Linked DNA regions of Zea mays: all the other regions are linked to region 1. A link is a contact called in public Hi-C data. All regions are on one chromosome and are shown on one strand. The core of a region is the stretch at or near the end of the contact, and the rest is flanking DNA. Distances in the headings are between cores, read along the strand shown.

Region 1 (3,153 bases), core at 465-2,964:
TCTTGTGAGGTTGGATGGACTAACTCGAACTAACTAATCAAGATATCATACATCTATTCGTTCTATGTTAAATAAGATTTTTCAGATATATGAATTAAAATTTGGTGGCATGCGCTTGAATGTGCAACAACATAAGTGTTGGTAGGATAGGTAAGGCTAGGGAGGCATGGGATGACATCTATGGAGAATATTTCATTCCTCTCTTATCTAATAGACTTGGTACTCCTGTATCTGTATCATCCACTGTTGCTGCTATATTTGAGTTATCTCATACCATGATAGTGATACCGCCACCCAATCCGACTTTGATTTCAATCTTCTAAACTGGTGGCAGCGACACTAGTTGACCTATCATGTGTTATCTATACTTGCTAAAAATGTTCTAAATGTGCCTGCTTTCACTGTATCATCAGAGTCCACTTTTAGTTTAATTGGCAGGGTGCTTGAGGACTGACGATGGTGACTAACTCCTAATATGCTTGAAGTCCTGTCCTGTGTAAAAGATTGTGAGCTCGCTGATTTGCATAGTCAACACATGGTGGAGAAAGAGACCAAGGGACTTAAAGCTATCTTGAATGTTTTCTCATGAGGTGTAAGTTTTTACCTAGTAAGGTTTTTAATGAGTCTAGATTGCACTAAGGCACTAGTATTATTTTGTTTACATCATTCTTCCTTTGTGTTTGAGCGTGGATGAATATGTGGATGGGATTATTTGTTATGTTTGAGACTTATTGAATCTATGGATGTCTGGATGATGTATTTGTTAAGCAGTTATGTTTGAGGAAGATATACTTAGGGTGGTAATGAGTTCTAAATTTTACATTATAAAGTTTAAAGATCATATAATATTTGGATTGAGATCTATTTCCATTTATTTTTAACTAAAATTAATTAAGGAATCAACAAATCATGAAGAAACACTTGTATTGTGATCCATTGCTAGCCCTGGATATAGTGAATGATGTACAAGATGTTCGCTTGGCTTTAATCCAAAACGACTTCTACTGTTTCTACAATATTTTGTCTCTATGGATTGCAGCTGCAGCAGTTCTAACAATACCTGTTATGTGTTTGATATGCTTGAGAAAATCTGGGTTTGGACGATGTATTTGATTTGCCTGAGGAAATATGATTTTGAATGTAGAGAACATATTCAGTGCACATGAGTTTTTGATGTACATAAGGTGTACATGAACCAATAAAGTTTATTAAAAATTCTAAAAAACTTCATACATAATCTTTCTATCTTACTCCGATTATATACAAAATTTAAAGTTCAAATTCTGTATACTTTAGATGTAATAAAAAAGATAAAATTTCTGAATTTTAAATTAGAAAATCGGCAAACATGTTCTCTTTTTTATTACAACTAAATATAACGTATTGAAAGTTAATTTTGTATATAATTAAAATAGAATAGAAATAGTATGTATAATTTTTTAGATTTTTTAACTTTATTAATCGTGTGTACATGGGAAACTATTTTCGATATGAGTCCACTAGGTTTGCGCAGATTCATCCACCGTCGTCTACCTCCCCACCTCCGTCACTCTCGAGAAAACCCCAGCCCCGATAAACAGTGACGGAGCTGAGACCCGGCCAGCCCAGGCACGTCCCGGGCTTCGGTGGCCCAGCGGCCCAGTCCGCCTCAGTGTTCTCCCAAGCGAAAACCCTACACAGCGTGTCCCTGTACTGCACTGCTGCTGGCCGCGCCGCGTCCGCGCTGCTGGCACGCCGCGTGTGCTTGGCTCCCGCCCCACGCCCAGTGCCTCCCTCCCTCTCTGCCCCCCTGCCGCGGCGCGTGCCTGGCTGGCTGGTTGCCCTCCGCTTGGGCCTTGGAGAGCCCGGGCTTCGATTTCTAGCTGGTTCCGCCACTGCCGAGAAGCCGCGCGTTGTCAGGCACGGGAAAGAGGTAGTCCGCGGGAGGTTCTCTCCGGAGGAGAGGTATGGTGCCCGCGAGGGCTCGCCATATCGATAGATCCGCCTCTGACCAGCAGCAAGGGCCCGCTCCAGCGGGGGCGGCGACGCTGCTAGTGCGGCACCTCCCAGAGGCTATCACGCAAGAGATGCTATCCCGCCTCTTCTCCCACTACGGAGCCACATCCGTCCGCCCCTGTTCCGGTGGAAAGTACTTATCTCATCTTGTCGCTTGCTTAATCATGCTTCGATTGGTGCTTCAAATGTTGAATTAGTTACAGTAGCGCGTGCTTGTATCCAGTATAACTGCTTAGTGTTGCTGGAATGACCTATTGTGTCATAGATTCAATATGTCTTTTATATTTGGTCAAGTATGGATACCGAATTGTCTGCTATGTTATTTGGTTGATAAAACCATTTTGTTGGTCTGTTGGCTGCTGCTGGCTGAGGTATATTATGTTTATTCAGTTACTAAAACCATTTTGTTGGTACATTGCAGGTTGAGAAATTGCGCATTTGTAGATTTTAGGGACGAGGCGGCAGCTAATCACGCACATTCGCTCTTGAACAGGTTTGCTTCGTCAATCACACAATCTGTTTTTGTTGCTTGGACTCTCTTTCTTAGTTGCATAAATTAATCGCGTCTTCTTATTTCAGTATTCTTGATTAATGCCCCATTGCCTTGTTCGCTAAGGGATGGCTTTGCAGGTTGAGGTTTCTGGGAAAAGTGTTGACTGTCGAGCGAGCTAACTGTCCAAATGCAAATGAGTCTCACCTGAAGCATCAGGACCAATTAGGGCATGGGGCGTCCCAGGTACCAAGTATTAGTTCCCAAACTCAGAAGGACCACACATCGATTGCCGAACCAATTGCCCCCAAGCTTAGTGTGGACTACCCATTTCCTCCACACCTTGAGTATGTTATTAATTCACTGCATCATTATTTCACTTCATTATATTTGGATACTCGCATGAAGATACTTAGTTGTTTCTTAGCTCTCATGAATGCACTCTGTCTTGCAATGTTCTATTACTGTTCTCAACAGACATTCATTTTGTAATTAAGAGATTGACTTGCCATCTGCTATTAAGAATTTTGGTTCCTCCAAAATTTAAGGCAAAACTTTCCTGCACATAATTCTTTTTTTGCTAATCATGAATCTTCTTCTCGCGCTCCCTTCTCCCTCTCAACAGGATTAGGGTTGTTGAGATTTATGAGTTGAGTTGTCTGTGTCAA
Region 2 (3,363 bases), core at 278-2,777, 170 kb after region 1:
CCATACCCATCCCCATCATGTTTGATCTATCCCCATACCCATCCCCATACCCATCATGGGTACAAGACTCATCCCATACCCATCCCCATTCGGGTTTCGGGTCCCCAATGGGTCCCCATCCCCAATTAAGGGATAACTAGGTACTAACAGATAGCACAAACAATCTAGATTTCAGACATCACCACATCGATAAGCACTCATCCATGAATCATGATCCATTCATCCATCCATCAGAAAAGAAATAAGCACTTCGGGACCGATAGAAGAATTGGAAAAATGGAGTTTGCTCACCTTCCTTGGTCACCATTTGAGTTCGTTGGCGCCTGAGAATCCATGGTCGTCGCTATCGTCTGGGCAGGGCGTAGCATATGGCTGGTTATTTTAGGGTTTTGTTTTTTGCTAGTCTGCTAGTTGCCTTGTTGGGCTAGGACCTGGGGCCTGGTGTGCTGCCATGCTGGGCTTGGTCGCTGGCTCGACCTCAACTCATTCATACAAATACGACAGGTGTACACGTATGAAATACACATGGGTAATCGGGTTCGGATTTTTGCTTCCCAAACCCATACTCGTTTACCCAATGGGTGGAGATTTTGTCCCATATCCATACCCATGGGGATAAATTTTGTCCCATACCCATACCCTAATAGGGGAATTCCCCACGGGTTGGCGGGTATCGGGTCCCCATTGACATCTCTAGTTTTACTATTGGAGCAGAATATTTTGTTGGTATTCTAAATCCTATAAAATATACACATTTTTAAGTTATAAGTTATTTTTATAGATGACTGTTGAATATGTTGTTAGAGAAAAAGATATAGTTAGTACCATAATAGGAGAATATATTGGGTGAAGATGAAAGTGTGGTGCACATGATGTATGTATTAAATCACCATCACTCATTTTAAATCTAACGTCTCTGATTTCTCTATATATTTTGTAAAGAACACCATCTGAAGTGGTGGAGTGTAGTGGTGAAAGATGTTATTTGTAAAATATAATAAGCAATCAAAGATATCAGATCTAAGATGAATAATAATAGGGGCATAGCCAAGATGTTTCTTTAGGGGGCCAACACATATGTTACTGTAGTTATAATGAGAATAAATAGATTATGTGTACGTATATAATATGTAATAGTCAGTAGTCATAAAATTAACATATATATATATATACTAAGTATATAATAAATATTAATTTATTATAAGCTACCTATTTTATTTTAGACATAGATATACAACCACAAAACATTTTTTTGTTAGGAGGGTTATGATTTTGCTAGATCCTTATCTACATCATTATTAAATGATACTCCCCCCGTTTCTTTTTATTTGTCGCTGGATAGTGTAAAATTGTACTATCCAGCGATAAATAAAAAGAAACGGAGGGAGTAATAATTTAATACGTGTATCATGTGCACCACGTTTCTTCGTGCACCAGATATATGTTATCCCATAATAGATGTTAAGACGATGCTGCGGTCTGCCATAAATAGTCTACGTCTAATTCCGCTGCTTTCACTCTGCTCTCCTTTTCCCCTTTCTCCGTTCACCTTTCTCTCTTCCTTTTTCTTTCCCCTCCCTCTCCCTTTCTTTCCTCCTGGCGACGACTGGGCGAGTGCCGCCGAACTTCGCCAGGTCTTCACCGGCGACGAGCACCTACAAGGTATGTCCGGCTCTTCTATTCCTATCCTGCTGAGCGCAACCGAACATCCGAAACCCTAGTATAAGCTATTTGTATTCCGTATTCGGATCTGACCACAGTTATATACGAACACGATACCTACTAACTTCGAGTTCTTGCAAATAATATCGGGTGTATACATGTGCACCCCGCCAGGCCCATGTCCTCTACTGGGCGAGTTAGTTGGATTAGTTTGGTGGTTTACCGGACTAGGAGCTGAACTCTTTAGTCTGCACGGGGGATTTTCTTGTTGAATAGGGGCATCAGTGACCGACTGACTGCACATGAATGGAATTATTCAGGTGCAAATAGAATAAGGGGGTGTTTGAATGCAATAGAGCTAATAGTTTATGGCTAAAAATTACTAGTGGAATTAGTAAGCTAACAAATAGTTAGCTAATTATTAGCTAATTTACTAAAAGTAGCTAATATCTGAACTATTAGCTACACTGTTTGGATGTCTTCAGCAGTTCAGCTAATTTTATCATCTAAGGGCTAGTTTGGGAACTCTGTTTTCCCAAGGGTTCCTATTTTCCTAAGGGAAAATGAACTAATTTTCCTTGGGAAAATGGGGTTCCCAAACTAGCCCTAACTATTAATTCTAGTGCATTCAACCATGGCCTAAGAAGGAATAAAATTATGAAATAGATTTCTTTCCCGTTTATTCACCTCTAGAACTAGGTTGATGTCACTTGGTGAGATCAATGGGAACATTTCCTGTGCAATCATATACTTTGTGCATCCGAACAATCTTCACCTTTGATTGTCCATCCTATGGTGTCTTCAAATAATATAAGGAGGGGTATTTACACCGAGGGGGGTATTTGCACGGAGACACAAAACAAGGGGTTATTTGTAAAACATTATCACCACATGATTTACAAAATGATATGGATTGCTTGAATATGCCCCCGAGTTTAATTGGCGCAAATTTGTTGTGGGGATTATTACTAAACCTTGTGGCAATGCATATTACCAAAAAATGAAGCTTTATGGAATGATGTATATGGGACCTGTATGCACAGTAATAGTTCACCTGATGCATAATATGTTCTTTTTGCATCCTGGATGGGGTTTGATGTGGCCTAACTGTGAATGGAGTTGTTCAACTTGTTATTCATCCTTCTTGGTTGGAGACAATAGCATGTTCATTACCCCCGAAAAGGAGACATTTCTTCAGATGCTATTTTTTTCCTGTTTATTTTTTTTGACAACACTGACACATTTCTATGTGCATAGGTGACACTATTCCTTTTCTTCACTTGGTGTATAATCTCTCTTTGCTCCGATCAAGCTTTTCAAACATAATAAGCAAATAGTCTCTGCACGTGATTGCCAAAATTAGTCAAGACGGGTGCTCTTTGCTGCGTGGCCGCTAGGCCACATGGGACAAAGTCTGACCCTGCTAGCAGAGATCGTTCTATGGATCCTACTGAGCCTCGTTGGCGCATAAATTCGAGCTTTTCTCCTCCAACGTCAAGGAGGTGGGATTGCCGCTATTCATCAGATGGATTGCCCCACAGAGTTCATGATGCTCCTCATGATCACCCGCCATATGTTTCATCACTATCATCCCATAGCAAAGGAAGCAGAAGTGCATTTGGCAGTGATCAGTACCTCAATCATCATCATTCTGCATCTGATGGAGCACTTTCTTACTTTGGGAGTCCAGCTGACAGCCTT
Region 3 (3,016 bases), core at 316-2,815, 190 kb after region 1:
TAGCGACCATTTTTATAGCCTCTCACGCCAGCCAAGTCTGAAAGCGACGAGGATTATATAAGGGTGTGTTTGGTTTGGCTTTTGGCTTTGGCTTTTGCCCCCTAAAAGCCAAAAGCCAACCAAAGGGCTGGATCCAGGAAGCAGCTTTTTCTAAAAGCCGACTTTCTCGTAGTGCAAAACTGAAAGCATCCCTGGACCTGCTTTTAGTGGCTTTTGGATGGAACTGTGAAAACATATATCGAAGAACTTTTAACGACTTTTAGTGGTTTCCACCAAACGATTTTTAGCTTTTTAACAGCTCACAGTCTACAACAGCTTTTTCCACAGCTCACAGCTCACAGCAACTTTTTCCACAGCCACAGTCCAACCAAACAGACCCTAAGTATATATTCTTCAGCGTCCGGTCCCAGCGCGACACTTGCTCCTACAATCCAATTCAGAAGCTAGCTTTATTTGACGCCGCGGCATGCACAGTTTTGGTTTGCATGTACCACACAACACACGTAGTTGTTAGGATTCCACGCCTCGCCGCCTCGGCACGTTCAGGTGAGCGAGAAGGGTGCGCTGGATTGGACACGTTGACCCCCCCCTTTGCAATCAGTTCTGATATATAGAGAGAGAGAAAGAAAAGAGGAAACGGAACTATGAAATGATCACGAACGAAATCGACCGTACTCTAGAAGTGCATCATCAAGTAATGGTGGACATGTGCGAGTAATTAAGCGAAGACTGGCTCGCGAAGCTTCCACTGGCTTACATGCGGGGCCCAGGTGCGCCGAACCAGTGAGTCACACCGGATGCGTGTGCCGTTCACATGTGCGCCGTGCGGGTTAGACCTTTGGCCAATTGCTTCCACGCACGCAAACCCATCATCATATCATCCGTATTATGGCGCTCGCGCCCTCTGAAAATAGGAGAGGAGCTCCCGAGTTCTGATCAAGTCAAACTCAAACCCGGCCCAGCGACGGGCCCACGGGCACTTCCAACGCCACCAGCACGGCCAGGATTTAAAAATCGGGGGCCGGATGCTTCCGGACGCGACCGAACAGGGCAGACCGCACGGACGGCGCCCACTAGTCACGGCTCGCGACCAGGTTTTCAAAAGTTTCCGTGCTGGCAAGGTGTCTAGACTGACTTGTGACTTGTGCTGCCTGCTAGGCCAACCAAGCCGCGCCGAGCTTGGCACCTGCCTGCATCACCCGGCCGCCGGGCGCGAGATGTCGCGCGCGTACGGGACCCTCCTGAGGCGTGCGTGGGCGGCGCCGCCGTGCTGGATCAAGACTTGTTTGTCCTAAGTAATACTCCGTAGCATCGTGCGCTAACTGTGCCCTCCGCTTGATGGATCCCTGGCGAGTTTGGCGTGCCGTGTAGGACGCTCCGGCAGGGCTTGGCAGGTAAGGTTTACCGTGCTTGCCATGATTCAGCCAACGTTGGCCAGTGTTTCACTTTCACCGGTGGCGTGTCAACTGCAGTGGATTCACAGGAGGGAGTTGACCGGTGCGAGGCCCATGGTTCTGTGTAACCCTGTAGCAGGTCTGTCTTCTGATAGCACGTGTACGCCTAACTTTTTTTTTCAGCGCCCTGTAATTCGTTGAGTAGTCCAGGCTTCGAGTTTTCTTTCAGCCGGTTTGACCTGGTTTTAATTAGTGTTGCAGCCACCGCGCGCATGATTCCAAGAGATCCTTTCCTTGATCACATCTTCATCATAGGGCTGTCCTTTCCCACTACTGTTTTTTAGCCGGTCAATTATGGACAACTCAACGCGGATTGGAGAGATATATGCTCCACACACGAACTTTCTTCTCGTCAAACATTCATAAACTTCATTCACAAGAAATCCAGAGAGTACTCTAATATCTGCCTTTTTCACATGCCAATCCTGTTGCTATCGTACAAGCCTGTTCATTAATAACGAGTACTCTAATATCTGTCTTTTCCCTGGAAAAAAAAAGAGAACTGCAGAACTGACCAACCAGGCTCTCTCCATAGGAAGAAAATTGGCACATCATTTGTCCTGTCCTACTAGCTATCGATCATCCATATGCATGCATATAACAAGCAAGTCACGGGCAGATAAATTAGAAATCCAATCATAAAAGTTGTCTTCTGCAGAGATGCAATTCCTTTTTTTTAATATATATCCAAAAGTATATCGACTGTAGGATATGGCGTGGTCAGTTCAGTTCGTAGTGGCCATCGGTCGTCCATCCATCCATCCAAAAAGGACACACATCTTCGAGAGAAGAATTCAAGTCCGCACAGTGCACACGGTCATTTTATGGCAAGTAGTACTACACCTACTGTGAATGAAAAATTGATATACTGCGCCATCCATCAGCTCAGCTAGAATTGTTTTTTATTTCCCCTAGAAACCAATAGGACCATGCAGGCTCGGCACGTTTCTGAAGCGAACATGATGCATGGTCCGTCGCATCGCATCGCATCGGTCATGGGGGCTTGGACAGGGCGTACTACGTACGTCCAGGAGTGCAACGCAAGCACGGTCGTCATGCGTGAGCGTGATGATCCGGTTCTAGAAGCGGACGGGCGAGGGACGGGGTGACCTGTCACCAATGCAAGTTTACATGGCGCTGATTAATATGGGCGTTAGATAGAGGGTGGGAGGCGGCTTGACGTCGTCAACCGCTCCCTGCCCAAGCCGCCTTGTCCGCAACCGCAAGTTGACTTCCACCCGGCTGCTTAAGGCTAGGCTACGTACGAATGAATAGATGTTTATTGCTGAGCTCAGCGTAACAACAGAAGATTTGTGCGTGGTTTACCATATGGATTAGGAGCAGGCGAGGCGAGGCGAGCAGCTCCCTGACAAGATTCTCTACTGATAGAATAATAGGGCCACGACATTATACACGTCTATTTGTTTTAGCGTGTGATCGCGAGCCTCGCTTGCCGTGATCTCGAATTCAAAAAAATGCTGGAAAAGGAGTACGTGTGGCACGGGAATAAGTCAGCAAGCCAGAGACCCTATCTTCGTAGTACATGTAACTGCCGTGCAAGT

The links. Hi-C and Micro-C count contacts between places; a contact is called where the count stands out from the background.
Region 2: a contact with region 1 is called in a Hi-C map of leaf, with 4 times the contacts expected there. The contact joins the promoter of LOC100383259 here to the promoter of LOC100193767 in region 1. A contact is called at or near these places in 5 of 25 Hi-C or Micro-C datasets (bundle sheath, ear, leaf and 1 more).
Region 3: a contact with region 1 is called in a Hi-C map of tassel, with 2.2 times the contacts expected there. The contact joins the promoter of LOC103634601 here to the promoter of LOC100193767 in region 1. A contact is called at or near these places in 3 of 25 Hi-C or Micro-C datasets (ear, leaf mesophyll and tassel).

Annotation. Positions count from the first base shown.
Region 1 is chr1:53,403,237-53,406,389 of Zm-B73-REFERENCE-NAM-5.0, reverse strand. LOC100193767 (U11/U12 small nuclear ribonucleoprotein 65 kDa protein) reads left to right here and starts at 1,714. Exons shown (of 11, transcript NM_001138853.1): 1 at 1,714-2,128; 2 at 2,417-2,488; 3 at 2,626-2,832. The coding sequence starts at 1,947.
Region 2 is chr1:53,233,561-53,236,923 of Zm-B73-REFERENCE-NAM-5.0, reverse strand. It overlaps LOC100383259, which reads left to right and starts at 1,527. Exons shown (of 4, transcript NM_001175920.1): 1 at 1,527-1,662; 2 at 2,920-3,363. The coding sequence starts at 3,103.
Region 3 is chr1:53,213,752-53,216,767 of Zm-B73-REFERENCE-NAM-5.0, reverse strand. It overlaps LOC103634601 (phospholipid-transporting ATPase 1), which reads left to right and starts at 1,565. Exons shown (of 7, transcript XM_008657008.4): 1 at 1,565-3,016. LOC100501310 reads left to right here. Exons shown (of 3, transcript NM_001196062.1): 3 at 1,159-1,694. The coding sequence ends at 1,309.